3 separate regions of the Mus musculus genome follow, and regions 1 and 2 are each linked to region 3. Evidence: chromatin contacts called from public ChIA-PET and HiChIP or PLAC-seq data. All regions are on one chromosome and are shown on one strand. Each heading gives the region's core, a stretch centred on a gene start, on an enhancer-like site or on the middle of the called end of the contact. The rest is flanking DNA. Distances are from core to core; before and after follow the strand shown. Region 1 overlaps Med15 (mediator complex subunit 15). Region 2 overlaps Dgcr2 (DiGeorge syndrome critical region gene 2). Region 3 holds the start of Klhl22 (kelch-like 22).

Evidence for each region. ChIA-PET counts read pairs in DNA pulled down with a chosen protein or histone mark. HiChIP or PLAC-seq counts read pairs in DNA pulled down with a chosen protein or histone mark.
Region 1: an RNA polymerase II ChIA-PET map of memory CD8 T cells shows a contact between it and region 3, with 14 read pairs. The contact joins the enhancer-like site here to the promoter of Klhl22 in region 3. A contact is called at or near these places in 1 of 39 promoter capture datasets (hippocampal neurons), 1 of 484 Hi-C or Micro-C datasets (cortical neurons), 2 of 115 datasets of contacts at active chromatin or transcription factors (embryonic stem cells and memory CD8 T cells) and 3 of 9 other capture datasets (adipose tissue, liver and pancreatic islet).
Region 2: a contact with region 3 is called in an H3K4me3 HiChIP or PLAC-seq map of intestinal villus epithelium, with 7 read pairs. The contact joins the enhancer-like site here to the promoter of Klhl22 in region 3. A contact is called at or near these places in 3 of 39 promoter capture datasets (the HPC-7 cell line, the SN4741 cell line and hippocampal neurons), 3 of 484 Hi-C or Micro-C datasets (embryonic stem cells and olfactory sensory neurons), 4 of 115 datasets of contacts at active chromatin or transcription factors (embryonic stem cells, intestinal villus epithelium and pancreatic cancer cells) and 4 of 9 other capture datasets (adipose tissue, embryonic stem cells, liver and 1 more).

The regions. Positions count from the first base shown.
Region 1 is chr16:17,693,583-17,696,518 of GRCm38.p6, reverse strand. All of the region lies in intron 2 of Med15 (mediator complex subunit 15), which reads left to right. Among named protein-coding and RNA genes, the nearest start is that of Med15, 28 kb to the left of the region's middle. Within about 2 kb of position 1,593, at least 14 of the 459 cell types and tissues checked have an H3K27ac peak or open chromatin away from gene starts, as enhancers often do. A contact at or near this core is called in memory CD8 T cells, where this site is marked.
Region 2 is chr16:17,863,931-17,866,904 of GRCm38.p6, reverse strand. All of the region lies in intron 2 of Dgcr2 (DiGeorge syndrome critical region gene 2), which reads left to right. Among named protein-coding and RNA genes, the nearest start is that of Dgcr2, 26 kb to the left of the region's middle. Within about 2 kb of position 1,409, at least 20 of the 459 cell types and tissues checked have an H3K27ac peak or open chromatin away from gene starts, as enhancers often do. A contact at or near this core is called in intestinal villus epithelium, where this site is marked.
Region 3 is chr16:17,758,342-17,761,264 of GRCm38.p6, reverse strand. It overlaps Klhl22 (kelch-like 22), which reads right to left and starts at 1,644. Exons shown (of 7, transcript NM_001359068.1): 1 at 1,571-1,644.

The sequences.
Region 1 (2,936 bases), core at 344-2,843, 65 kb after region 3:
AAATGAAGTGATATTGAGTAGAGACAGACAGTGTGTTTTTGTGTACAAGTACATGGACAGACAGATTTCCAGAGCTATGGGCTCCTCTGTGGATGGGTAACATACATTTGTTTTCTTTGAAAAGCATTGTTGAGATTGAATTAAGGTATATCAAATTCACTCACTGGAGGTATATAGTTCAATCATGCAGGGTAGAGTTAGAGACTTTACACAAGTTTGTAGGCATTAGCAGTCACACTCCATTTCCTGGCCACCAGCAGATACTCACCTACTTTATTGCAGTGGGCTTTCCCACCTGAAGTTGCTTTATCAGCATAGTCAGCATGACTTGGGTTTTTTGTAACTTACTTTTTTCACATAGCACAATCTTATCAGGGTTCATACATTGACCATGTTGTAGTGCATACCTGATTCTTTTTTCTTCTTTTCAAGCCAAGATTTCATGGTGTAGACTAGACTAGACTGGCCTCAACAGAGATCACCTACTTCTATATTAAAAAGGCATGTGCCGCTGTGACCATCCCTGATCTCTCTCTTTGTTGAGTCATATTTCATCTTGGATGGCTGTATCATTTTCTGTATATTGATGAATCAGACTTCATTTGAGTGGTTTTCATTTTAGAGCTATCATGAAAAATGACTTATTTTAAATACTCATGTACTAGGGGGTGTTGTTGTTTTTGTCTTGAGACAGGATTTCTCTGTGTAGCCCAGGTTGTTCTGGAACTCATTCTGTAGACCAGGCTGTCCTCAAATTCGGAGATCTGCCTGCCTCTGCCTCCTGAGTGCTGGGATTAAAGGAATGTGCTACCACCACCCAGCTTCATCTACTAGTTTTTTTTTTTTCCATTTTTTATTAGGTATTTAGCTCATTTACATTTCCAATGCTATACCAAAAGTCCCCCATACCCACCCACCCCCACTCCCCTACCCACCCACTCCCCCTTTTTGGCCCTGGCGTTCCCCTGTACTGGGGCATACAAAGTTTGCGTGTCCAATGGGCCTCTCTTTCCAGTGATGGCCGATTAGGCCATCTTTTGATACATATGCAGCTAGAGTCAAGAGCTCCGGGGTACTGGTTAGTTCATAATGTTGTTCCACCTATAGGGTTGTCTACTAGTTTTTTGTTTGTTTGTTTGTTTGTCTGTTGATTTGAAGACTTCTTTCATTTCTCTTAGGAAAACAAAAACTCTGTACATACTTGGGGCTCACGTTTCTAAACTGTTTTCTCGAGTAGCTGTGTTGTGCCAGTTCACAAGCCCCAAAAGACCACAAAGGAGCTGATACTGATGCAGTCTAACTAGGGTCTCTTTTATTCAAGCTTGGCTCACTCACCACCAACCCTGACACAGCAGGATGGTCGAGTGCAGCCCCGAGCCCTCAGTGGGACAAGGTTTTATAGGAAATGGTGAGCTAAGAGGGGATTTTAGCCCGGCAAGCATCTAGTTGAATGACTGCTGTAAGACTACTGTAATGACTACTGTGGGTGCTCTGAAGCAAAACCACAAACAATCACAAAAGGTCTGAAAGGACATCTCAGACAATCAGAGTAATCTTGATTGGCTGTTGCTAGGAAGTAGCTAGGGGGTAACTCTGGGGTATGGGGCAAGGACAAGCCATGGGGTTCTTCCTGGTACTTGGGTGCAGCTTGGGTTCAGCTGCAGGTCAAGTTCTCAGGCTCTTCTTTTTTTTTTTTTAAAGATAGAGGCCAGTCCCAAGATTGAGTAGGTTTGTCCTCTAAGCTGTGTGTCATCTACCAGCCACATAAGGCTCTGTTGCCCCCAACAATCACCAATGTCTTTGCTATGTCCGTGTGTGAGAAGTGGTCACCAGTGCTTCTGATTGCTGTTTGTCTTCGTAGTGATGATGTCACACGTCTCTGTAGTGCTTTTGAGCCATCTGTAAACATTCTGTGGAAAAATGTCCATGTTTATCTTTTGGTCTTCTTTTAATTGACTTGTTGATCTTTTTAGTAGTTTTTTTTTTAAAGATTTATTTAGTTATTTATTTTATGTATATGGGTACACTGTAACTGAACAGATGGTTGTGAGCCTTCATGTGGTTGTTGGGGATTGAATTTTTAGGACCTCTGCTTGCTCTGGTTGGACCCACTTGCTCCAGACACACCAGAAGAGGGTGTCAGATCTCATTATGGGTGGTTGTGAACCACCATGTGGTTGCTGGGATTTGAACTCAGGATCTTCAGAAGAGCAGTCAGTGCTCTTACCCACTGAGCCATCTTGCCAGCCCTAGTAGTTTTTTATATATTTGGATACCTAGATCATTTAATTTGCAAATATCTCAGAGATGGAATATTTTATTGTTGAGGTCTATGGTGGTGGTGGGGGAGGGGGAGGGGGAGGGAGGGAGGTTACTGCTCTTGCCAGGTACTTGGGCAAAGTACTTTATCACTGAGGTATATCCACAGCCCTATTATGACCTTTCTTTTATTTTTGAAATATGGTTTCTCATATACCCCTCATTGTCTTGGAACTTGCTAGAGCAAGCTGACCTCAAACTTCCAGAAATTTGTTTGCTTGTCTCCTGAGTGCTGGGATTAAAGTCATACACTACAGTGAAAGGAATTTTGGTAAAGACGTAATTGAAGTCGGGTGTAATGGTGCACACCTTTAATCTTAGCACTTGGAGGCAGAGGCAGCTGGGTTTCTGTGAGTTTGGGGCCCATTTGGACTACATAGTGAGTTCTAAGACAGCTGGAGCTACATACATAATGAGACGCTGTATGTGCTGGGGCTGCGAGGTGGGGGTGGGGACAGATAGACAGGACCAGATGACAACAACAAAAACCTGACTTGAATCATTTATTTCCAAAATGTAAATTTTGTTGGTTCAGCTTGCTTATACCAGTCTAAAACTTAATGGCTTAAAGGTATAACCCTTTGGTTCTCCTAAGTCAGTGGGAAGCTTCACTCATG
Region 2 (2,974 bases), core at 160-2,659, 110 kb before region 3:
CTTCAGACACTCCAGAAGAGGGCATCAGATTTCATTAGGGATGGTTGTGAGCCACCATGTGGTTGCTGGGATTTGAACTCTGGACCTTCGGAAGAGCAATCGGGTGCTCTTACCCACTGAGCCATCTCACCAGCCCCGATCTAGGGTTCTTATTTGGGAGAATTTGGAGAAATTCTTTTAGCATTTCTTTTACTAATATCTTAGAAAACAACTCACATGATCACATGATAAAATGTTTTGTGCCAATGACAGAGAATGGTGTTAGGTATAAGTATCAACATATACGTCAGTAGACAAGAGTAAGTTGACAGAAAACTGCAAACAGTTGTGGGTCATTCTGTGCTTTAGCGGATGAGGTGCGCTGAAGAAAGCACAGGCGCGCTGCACGAGACTTATGGCTCAGTGGCAGATGGCTCCTCCAGAGTTACTCTTGGTCCTTCCCTGATGGGTCCTTACCTGATGGGAAATCAGGAACAGACACGGGGAGGAGCAGGTGGTGTGAGTTGAGCTCATCAGGTGAACTTTTGTTCGTTATTATATTTCACTTATGCTTATAGCTTTCATTCTTTGGGATGCTGATGTAGATATTTGAGGAGACAAAGTTATGTTGCTCAGACCGGTTTCAAAAGTCTTATGAGACTTTTAGGCTCACAACATCCTCCTGCCTTAGGTCCAAGTGTTGGAACTATAGACATGTGCCCATAATTTTTAAAGAACTGCAATAGGAGTAGAGTGCGAGCTGACTTAACCTAACAGAGCAGCTGCAGCATGGACCTCCCGAGAAGAGCAATGAGAAATGCACTTTGCCCTGCAGGGTTCCTGAAAATTAAGAGGCGACAGGCCCTGGCAGGGAAACGAGTTAGGACTGGTGAGAGTCTCAGCACCACACCCTTCTTTGTCCACACTGCACAGCTGACTCCTCCCACCAAAACGTCATAGGTGTATTTTCTAGTCCTGTGCAATCCAGTGGTAATACCAAGTCCATAGCAGACAGGTAGGAGACAGGTACCTGAAAGGACTATTTGGGATGAAGATGTGAGGGAGCAATACAGTATGCAGCAATTAACGGCTACAGTGCACACCAAGAATTGAAAGCATTGGTGGCTGAGCCTGTAAAGTGGCTTCAAGCTGAGATTCATCTGGTCCTTTTTACTTGTTGAAGAGCTGATTGCATTCTCTTTCTATTAGAATTTGGAGCCACTTGGGCACACATAGGGAAGAATTAAGAAGGAATATCTCAGACAAGATCAGAAGAGTCTTATCTAGAGATAAACAGGTGTGTCATAGGAATAGCCATAATAGAATGCTCTCAGCTAAAAAGCTGTGCCTCATTCAAGTTCCCACAGTCTGGCTTACCTAGACTATCTTCCTCTTAACCATGAAAAACAATCACTACTTCGGGACTCTATGGATGATTAACAGACTTGACACAGCATTCTAAGCCAGGAGAGTCAGAACGTGATTACCTGAGGTAACTGCAGTGTGTGAAACAGTGGTTAAATTCAGGATATCCTGTTGTATAACAGGATACATAGAGCATTCAGGGACTTAGAAAAAAGCATAGCTTGCAGTAACCCTGCAGTGGAGATAACCAGTTATTGATATCTTAATTCAAGGAGTAAAAGAAAACTTTAAAAATACATTCTGGCAGGATAGTGGTGGCACACATCTTTAATCCCAGCGTTTGGGAGGCAGAGGCAGGTAGATCTCTGAGTTTGAGGCCAGGGCAGCCAGGGTTACACAGAGAAACTCTTGTCTCAAAAACAAAAAGCTATACATATATACATATGCATATATATTCTGACTTAACAAAATGGCAGTCTAGGAAATTCTAAGTCCTCACTCTGCCACAGAAACATTCCAAAGCAACGACAGGCTGGACAAAGAGACTGTCTACCTCTGAGAAAGACTTGGAAATGTACATCTCCCAAGATTAGGACGAGACTGTGCTGAGCTGCTGTGATGGTTACGTACCCAGGCTCTGCTCCTGGGAAGCTGAAGCAGGATTGTCAGTTCAGAGCTTTCCTGGACTACATAGCAAGACCTTGTCTCAAAAACAAACAAGCAGAAAGGACTAGAAGCACAACTGAGTTGGTAGACTTTGTTTGATCCCAGCATTGTATGAACTAGGTATGGTTATACATGCTTGGAGTCCCAACACTGGGAAGATAGACATAAGAGGATCAAAGGTTAAGGCTAGCCTTGGCTACATAGTTTAGACCAATCTGACCTGACTCTTAAGTTTTTCACTGGGATACATTTGTGTATACATGTTGAAACAAGGTCTCTATGTAGGGAGGGGGCAGATGGGCTATGTACACTAGGCTAACCCTGGACTCACAGAGATCCACCTGCCTCTGCCTCCTGAGTGCTGGAACTAAAGGTGTGCACAAGTGTGCCTAGCTCAATATTGTTTTTACTTATGTTTACTCCACATGGTTCCTAGTGTCCACCTCCAGCCTTGTGTGAAGTGTCCCTAGCTGGATAGGGCTCCCTGAGAAATTGCTGCCAGTTTCTCCTGATGATGTAAACTGGCAGATGGGAAGGTGCGATGCAGAGTTGAGTGCAGATATTTTGAAAATGAAAGGGCCTGCACACCTGCAGGGGTCTGGGGCCAAGCAGTAGTGGTGCACACCTTTAATCCCAGCACTCGGGAGGCAGAGGCAGGCGGATTTCTGAGTTCGAGGCCAGCCTGGTCTACAAAGTGAGTTCCAGGACAGCCAGGGATACACAGAGAAACCCTGTTTCGGAAAAAAAAAAAAAAAACAACAACAACAACAACAAATGTTATGGTTGGGATTACCACAACATGAGGAACTATGTTAAAGGGTCACATTAGGAAGTAGAGACCTGTTGCCTGAGGGAGTCTTTCAGAAGGGAGATTAATACATTTAAAAGTACTGTGTGTGAAGGGCTGGAGAGATGGCTCAGCAGTTAAGACTGCTCTTCCAGAGGTTCTGAGTTCAATTCCCAG
Region 3 (2,923 bases), core at 395-2,894:
ACACTGACCCTCCCCCACCATGCACATGTGGAGGTGGTCCTCACAGTTGTCAGCTGAGCAGCCTGTCTGCCCTCTTGGAAGGGGATGGATATCATCTGCTCTCTAAACGGCCACCACAAAAACAAGTACAGTAAAACAGATGGCTACTCCTTTGGACAGGCAGAGCACAAGAAAAGCTCAAGAAAAGAAATTCAGTACAATCAAGAATGCAACAACATCCAGAATCTCTGGTATAGCCAGACAGGATGGTAACAGATCTGTAACTCCACCACTCCGGAGTGCTGATACAAAAAGATCACAAAGTTGCCTATAAGGAAGAGGTGGGGTTAGAGTGCTCAGTGCACTTAATGCAAAACTATTCCTGCCCGGAACTGGAGCTCCCAGCGCTGACATCGGGTGGAGGCGCCCTCTGCTGGTCTCTAGAGCACCTTCACCCAGGTGCACATACAGACCACTTGTTTCTAACAGCCTTCGCTGTCACGGAACTCTTTGGTGATCAGCCTGGCCTCAAACTCACAGAACTCTACCTCCAGAGTGCTGGGATTAAAGGCAGGGACCACCACACCTGGCTTCACTCTTTTTTTTTAAACGACAAAACATTAAGGAGACTACGGTGACTGCAGATCTAAGATATTCCTCTACACATTCCTTTAGCTTCTGCTTATAACTTCATGCCCCTCTCACACATATAAACTAGGTTCCCTACCATTGTTTGCTACTACAAACAGCTGTGCACTGAAACAAATTTTAGAGGAATCTTCAAGGAATCATTTACTGGAAAGGCATCCTCAACCTTCTGTGGGGGCTCCCATTCCGTATCTGTCCTCAACGCATCTGAACCACAACGTAAGGTGTGCAACAAAAGGAAAAACAGCAGCTTGGGAAGAGCAGAAGAGGGAGCGGGTCCTTATTACCACGGGGGTGGGAGGGAGCATCCAAGAGGTGTTGACGTGCTCTATGGCTTCTTTCCCAGAGCACGGACGAGGAGCATCTCGGAGATCAGGCCTTACCCTAGGAAGCAGCCGCGGGCAGAAGGTGGCCCCGTTGCGCCCGGACAGGTCCGTTCGTTCGGCCTGTACAGGATCTAAACTAGTACAATCCGGGGATTTTGCACTGACAGCGCTTGCTCTCCGGCTTCTCTCAACAACCGCAGCCGCGGCTGATGAGCTTGAGGTCACGCCGGGAGAGGCAGCCAGGCCCGCCCGCTGCCTGTTGCAATCCCTGCTCGAATAGCTTCGAGGGACGGGGACAGGCCAGAGGCCACACTCGGACCCACGGCTGGCGACAGAACCTGACCAACCGGGCTGCGAGGGCCACGGTCCGCTTCAGCCACGCGCAGGCCTCGGCGGGCCCGCGCCACAGCGCCAGGCCCGCGCCGGACGCCCGGGGGTCGCCCGGCCAAGCCCCCGCCACGTCAGGCAGTCGCCCGTGCCCGCCCCAGGCGCCCGCGGTACTTGGCCCAGATCTCCGCGCCCTCCGCCATCCCCGCTCCCTCTCCCATCCCCGCGTGCAGCACAAGCTCGGCGAAGAAGGCCTGCCGGGCCCGCACGGTACATGCCTCGCAGCTGACCTGGTGCTGCCGCAAGCTGAGGCCGCTCTCGCAGCAGGCGGGAGGCGGGAGGCTGGAGGTGGGGGCGGAGCCTCTCCGTCACGTGGGATGCCGCGCAGGCGCAAGGGGACTCTAGGGGGGGTCGCTGTTGGGCGGGGCGGGAAGAGGCTGAAGGGTCAGACCCCGGCTGCTCTTCCGAAGGATCCGCTGTCCGGAAGCTCCACCCTCGAGGTGCCTATTGAAGGTGCAAACCTAGGCCCTCCTTCTTTCCCTTTCTCCTGGCCTCATTCTAACCCTCACTCATTCTCTCACTCATAGCTTCTTCACTGGCTTGTCTCTTCACACCCTTTCACTCACCATCTCCCTCATCGACTCCTTCCTTCCCTCACTTTCCCGTTTCCTCCCCCAGTCATTTCTTCGTTTCTCCTGCATTACTTCCTTCCCTCTTCATCGTGCGTCTATTACTTCACTCATCGTCTCACTTGTCCCCTCCTTCTTGCTTCTTCCTTGCTTCCTCTCTAGGTCGCTCCCACCCTCTCTATCTCTTTCTGTTTTCCTTTCCCTCACAGCCCTATTTATTGTCTGAGGTCTTCCTTCTGCCTCTTATTTCCTCCTTGTCGCTCCCTGGTTTCTTCTGTCATTGTACTTTAGACTTTGGAAGGCTCCTCGTCCGGTGCTTGCTGTGGAGAGTGAAAACAAGCAAAGGCTTTATGTACGGACAAGTGTTGATTTTCCTCTTTTCTGAGACTCCAGAGTAAATCTGGTTCCCAGTCCCAAAACTCACCTGCCCCTAGCTGTCCTGGGGACACCCACTTTTCTCTGCTTCACCTCGAGGAGGACCACACTCTGAGGGGCGCATACCTATAGCAGAATCCAAGAGTGGAGCTGTAGGGCCTTCTTACAGATAGATGGGGGGAAATTGTAGTTTCAATATGGTGGAGAATGTAAGAGAAAAGATGTCGCCAAGGAAGCCTCCTCATGAAAAGGGGGAGAAAAAAAGGAAGAAGAAAATGAATAAAAGAAAGGCTGTTTTAGGGGAACCCTAATTGCTGCCCGGAGGCCTAGCTATAGATCCAGATGAAAAGACCCAGCCTCTAGAAAAGGAGGCACCCAATGCACGTGAACTTCTACCTGTCAGGGCTCCCTGGACCAAATGACTCCACCTGTGTTGCTGGAGACTTTTAGACCATGATAAAAGTATTCTAGCAAGAGATACCATCAGCAAATATATGAGATCCAACAAAAAGTAGAAGACAACACTCCCTTGTCACTTCTGACTATCGGAAAACACAACTGAAACAGGTCACCCACTAGAAAGTTCTAGAGATACAGAATAGCAGAATAGGAAGAAATCTCAAAGTCTATGCCCCAAAC